Linked DNA regions of Gossypium hirsutum: region 1 is linked to region 2. Evidence: chromatin contacts called from public Hi-C data. All regions are on one chromosome and are shown on one strand. Each heading gives the region's core, a stretch centred on a gene start, on an enhancer-like site or on the middle of the called end of the contact. The rest is flanking DNA. Distances are from core to core; before and after follow the strand shown. Region 1 has its middle 20 kb from the start of LOC107933192. Region 2 holds the start of LOC107933183 (serine/threonine-protein kinase SRK2I-like).

Region 1 (2,833 bases), core at 9-2,508, 250 kb before region 2:
CCACTTCAATTAAAAATTTATTTTTGACGAGTATTTTATGTTTGAAATTTATTTAACCTTATTATTTGATATTTGTAAATATTTTTTATATACATATATTAAATATTTTTTAAAATAAAGATAAACCTGAAATGATAGAAAAACAGTACATCCGCTAATATGGTATCATCTACCTTGACAAAAACACAAATGAAAAAAAAAAACATGTGGCAATTATGCATGGTGGGCCAGAAACTAGGTATTTAAGGGCCCGAAGGCCTAACTTTTGCTAACAATGTCAAGTCCTTATCGATACAACTTTTAGCATTTAAAGTTAAGATTTTTATACTATTATTCAAACTTTTAATTAAGTTGATGTTACAAATTAATCGAGCATAACTAAATTAAGAAATTACTGAATGATCAAAATTTTAAAACAAATAATGTATTAAAAGAATTATATATGTAATTTAACTTATTTAAAAAAAATCATTCTCCTAAATATCTTAACTAGTTATATATGAGTTCTAAAATCTCTACCACAATCTAATTAATCAAAATTGTTTACATTTTTGTTAGGGTATCAATAATTATTATTTAAATATTTTTGTATTATTTTTATTTCTTTTACTCACATAAAATAGCACCATTTCTAAGTTAAACCCACAAATATACATAATTGTAAGCACCTAATTTTGTCTGAGCCCTTTGACCCAAATTATGTAATGAATTGGCTTTAGACAAGTTGAAATCAACACTAAGTTGAATTTTATTCTAATTTTAGATTTTAAAATGAATTTAAAGGACCAAATTGAATTTTTAGTTTAACTTTGGATAAAATTAAATTTTGATTTAAAGTTAAATTAAGTTTTCAATTAATTTTTAATTGGAAATATTATTTTGGTTTGATTTGAATTTATTTTATTCAGGTCTAAATTCATTTTGGGTCTGATAAAATATTTAATCAATTATTATCTTAATGAGAATTTGACAGGGAAGTGTGGATATTTTTAAATAAAAGAGATATTTAGAAATTGTTTTTTAAATAAAATTGAATTTTTAAAACTAAATTCAATTTTGTTTTAAAATTAATTTTTAATTATCATTATTTGACCCGGTGCAAAAACTGAATTTTAATATTTTCCATAAGGTCCAATGTGCCCAATTTAGATTTTTTTACAATAAGGTCCAATTTTGAAGCTCATTTTTAAAGCCTGATTTGAGGTCTGAAAATGGTCTAGTTTTGGCCCTTTTAGTCTGATAATGGATCATTTTGGCCTGTTTTCAAAGTTTGATGCAGACCTGGCCCGTCTCTAAATCCAATCATAAGGCAAAATTAGGGTTTCTACCCTTTAACAATTTTAGTGTGCCGTCCCTTTATCAAGTTTATAAGGCTATAATAACATTTCTTTTCAAAATTTAAATAAAAAATTAGGCAAATTTTAAATTTTAAAATGGTAAAAAGGTGTTGTGAATGATTTAAATTTAAAAAAAAAACAAAGTACGAAATCTGAAAGAACCTCCCCAATTAAAAAAAAATTCTATAAAATTGACATGAAAAAAAAAAGAAAAACAGAAATTATTTCTTAGAAGAATACCGAAATCCTACAAAGAAATTTTGTTTAGGTTTGGTTATTTTAATTAACTATCATTTGTTTAAGTTTTGACCCCCTCTTTTTTTTTTTAATAAACAGGAAAACAACAAACATAAACTAATTAAACATAAGCAAATCAATAAAGGGGTCTAATGCGATCCCGTTCAAGATTGTCTCTTAGTTTGTCTGGTAAATCTTCTAGCATCTAAATCGTGAACGAAGCCTCAAGTTATTTTTTCCTAAACTATTAGCCACATTGTCGACTTCACGCAATCCATGATGAAACCAAACTTGCCACGGCCACTAGAGGTGAGCATTCGATCGAATCGAATAAAAAAATTTTGAGTTAATCGAGTTAAAAAATCATATTTTATCATCTTAATTTAATTTGAAATTTTCTCGAATCGAGTCGAGTGAGATGGAATTCGAATCGAATTAAATCGAATATATTTGTTCGAGTTAAATTTTAAAAAATAATTTTGGGTCCTTATAACCACTGTCACCCATCGTAATAAAATTTATCCACCGTAATCAAATTTTTTTATTACCTTTCATCACCTCATAATTTATTTATTAATCTTTTATATACGGGTTAGCTTCTTTGCTTGCTTAGTTGTTTCAATTATCTTCATATTCTTGCCACTATATATTTTGGAATTAAAAAATATATTAAATGTAAAAATGTGATTTTTTAATAAAAGTTATTTTAAAGATAAAATGTGAAATTGATACCGATATAAAATTTTAACATGAATATTTTATGGCATCATTAATAATTCAATTTTAATATAAATATTTAATATGACTAAACAATTCAATAATATAAATAATATAAAATATGAAATTTAATTTAATAATATAAATAGTAGATATAAATAAAATTATTACTATTTACGTTTAGGGATTTTTTTTGGATAATTTTGATTTTTTATTTGGGAGTAAAGAGTGAAAAGTAAATGTTTAGGGGGAAAATAAAAAGTTTTAGAGAGTAAAAGTTTGAGGGAAAATAAATAGGAGAGTAAAATTTTGGAGGAAAAATATTAAAAAAATGGGGGGATGGGTTTGGGGTAGATAGGGGGTGGGATGAGAAGGAAGTAAAAGTTTTAGGAGGAAAGTGAGAGGAAGTAAAAATTTAGGGAGAAAATAAAAAGCTTTAAGGGTTTTGCGGAGTAAAATTTTGAGGAAAAGTAAATGGGAGAGTAAAATTTTGGTGGGAAATGGATTTTGGGTAGATGAGGGGATTAGGATAGGAGGGGAGT
Region 2 (2,700 bases), core at 150-2,649:
TGAAAATATTCACAATTGTGCAAAGTAAGTGGTTTTAACTATCAAATAATAAAAATAGAAGGTTTTTTTTTTCTTTTGTGTGAACTTGTTCATTATTACTAGAATTATTTTCATACCAATGTATCTAGTTGAAGTGTTAAATCTCAATTTTAATTAATATACAATTATAAAATTAATTAAATAATAATTAATATAAAATAATAGGTATACAATTGTAAAGTTAATTAAGTAATAATTAATATGAAATAATAAGTATAAATTAATATGAATACAAAGTCTATTTTATTTTACAGTTTAAATTAAATCGTGTTCAAGCGGAAGAAATATTTAAAAAAATCATTTAAAGAATATTGACTCTAAAATTTAAATTTAATTCAAATATATGAGGAATAAATCTACTTTCATAAAATATTTTTAATTTTAATTGGGAATTTAATAATATAATGGAGAGTTTGATAATTTAATAATATAATGGAGAGTTTGATAAATTATAGATTATAAGTGTGTTTGACATAGTTATTCATTGTGCTCATGGAATCTATTCTTATCATATGCCAGTTTTCTTTACTTGGAAAAATACTGCTTGGAAGTCAGAAACTTTCCTTTGTTCCCAAGGCCGTTTTGCCCACGAATGGGGACAATCTATTCCACCTGATTTTACCAAAACATCCTTTTCAGGGAATTATCCTATGCGTGCTCTGCACGCTAACTCTCATGCTCTCACATGCTTTTCAATTTCATCAATTAAAAACGCAATCTAATTTCAATATTATTATAGATGGTATTTTTTTAAAAAAATTAAAATCTATTTTAAACAAATGAGATGGTTGCGTGTTAATTTGGACAATAATAAAGCCAAAACCGTCCGATCAGTTTTTACAGATAAAAGACAGCATAATACCGAATAAAAATTGTCTTAGCATTTTGCAAAATCACGTGACTCACTCTGCTTTAAAATATTATCCAAATAAAGGACATTTAAGTCATTCTATTTTCTTATTCGACAATTTCTGAATATATAAGAAAACAATAATAAAAACTAATCCACAAATAATAAGACAACCATAAAAAGAAGCCAATTCTATTGGTTACCCACTACGCAACAACCTCCAAACGACGCCGTACTCCTCTTATCCTCCTCTGCTTCTACCAGATATTTCCTTGGCATTATCCCCCCTTCCTCTTCCCCAAAAGCTCCGCTCCTCCATGAACCACTCTTATCAATCTCCAATCAACTAATAACCTTTCCTTCCCTTCTTCTTCTTGTTGTTGTTATTATTAACGGACTCGTTTAACTCAGTGATTCGTCCAAGAAGCCACTGAGTCCGGTGATGTGGTCCTGAGTTCTTCTTTCTTTGAAGGGGGTAGAATCGGAAACTGAAAAAAAGAGAGACAAAAATGGATCGAGCAGACTTGACGGTCGGACCGGCTATGGATATGCCGATTATGCACGACGGTGACCGTTACGATTTCGTTAGAGATATCGGATCGGGTAATTTCGGAGTTGCCCGACTTATGACAGATAAGGTTACCAAGGAGCTCGTCGCTGTCAAGTACATCGAAAGAGGCCGTAAGGTTTAGCTTCTTATTTCAAAAAACAATGATCTCTTTCCTTTTCCTTTTTCTCTGTGCTTTTGGTCTATTTATGGAAATATGCTCATTTCGATTATTACGATATTTATTGAAGATAATGTTTTCTCTCTTCTTCTTTTTTGTTCCTAACTTGTTGCAATTTATTGTCGGGAGTTATATTAATTTTATTAATTTCGGAAATGTTTTATTTGGTAGTATAATAATTAATTATCAATCCAAAAAATAAAAGAAGATACCGACTTTTCTGTTTTCTCAAAGCTCAACTACTTCACTAACTTCTTCTTCTTTTTTTTTCCTTTTAATTTGTAATTTTGGCATTAATTTTGTGCTACCTTGTCGTTTTACAGATAGATGAAAATGTTCAAAGAGAAATTATTAATCATAGATCATTGAGGCATCCGAATATTGTTAGATTTAAAGAGGTAACGTTAGTTCTTGATTCAGTTTACTGTTATTTATAATATTTTTTTTGTAAAAATTAAGGTAGTGTTTGATGAACTAACTATAAGACATTGATACTTTAGGTTATTTTAACACCTACTCATCTTGCCATTGTAATGGAGTATGCCTCCGGAGGAGAGCTTTTCGAGCGGATTTGTGCTGCGGGTCGGTTCAATGAGGACGAGGTTTATTTTATTATATTTTGCATTCAATTTTATGTCCCCCTTTTGTTTTGTCTTTAACTTGTATATATCCGTTATTTTGGTGCAGGCTCGGTTCTTCTTCCAACAGCTTATATCCGGCGTTAGTTATTGCCATGCGATGGTAGTTAGAATTTATCCATTTGTCTATGCCTTGAATTGTATTACGTGTAACCTGATAGGTTATTTTGTTTTTGGTTTGTTTTACTTGGTGAAGCAAGTATGCCACCGTGATTTAAAGTTGGAAAACACTTTGCTAGATGGAAGTCCAGCTCCTCGGCTTAAGATATGTGATTTTGGGTACTCGAAGGTATAGTCCTTTGTTGTTATCTTATCATTCGATGAGGTTACGCTTATACTTTGTATAATATGGTACTTTATGAACTATCTTTGGTGATGTGGTATTTATTCTATATTGTGTCATGGATTCATTGTTTTAAAAAAAATGTTGAGCTCATTTGATTCT

Evidence for each region. A called contact is a pair of places that touch in the nucleus more often than the background predicts.
Region 1: a Hi-C map of leaf shows a contact between it and region 2, with 4 times the contacts expected there. The contact joins the enhancer-like site here to the promoter of LOC107933183 in region 2. A contact is called at or near these places in 12 of 34 Hi-C or Micro-C datasets (callus, hypocotyl, leaf and 2 more).

Annotation. Positions count from the first base shown.
Region 1 is chrA12:18,857,251-18,860,083 of Gossypium_hirsutum_v2.1, reverse strand. No RefSeq gene overlaps it. Among protein-coding and RNA genes, the nearest start is that of LOC107933192, 20 kb to the left of the region's middle. Within about 2 kb of position 1,258, at least 1 of the 9 cell types and tissues checked has an H3K27ac peak or open chromatin away from gene starts, as enhancers often do. A contact at or near this core is called in leaf, where this site is marked.
Region 2 is chrA12:18,606,024-18,608,723 of Gossypium_hirsutum_v2.1, reverse strand. LOC107933183 (serine/threonine-protein kinase SRK2I-like) reads left to right here and starts at 1,399. Exons shown (of 9, transcript NM_001327364.1): 1 at 1,399-1,575; 2 at 1,941-2,015; 3 at 2,118-2,219; 4 at 2,305-2,358; 5 at 2,452-2,544. The coding sequence starts at 1,399.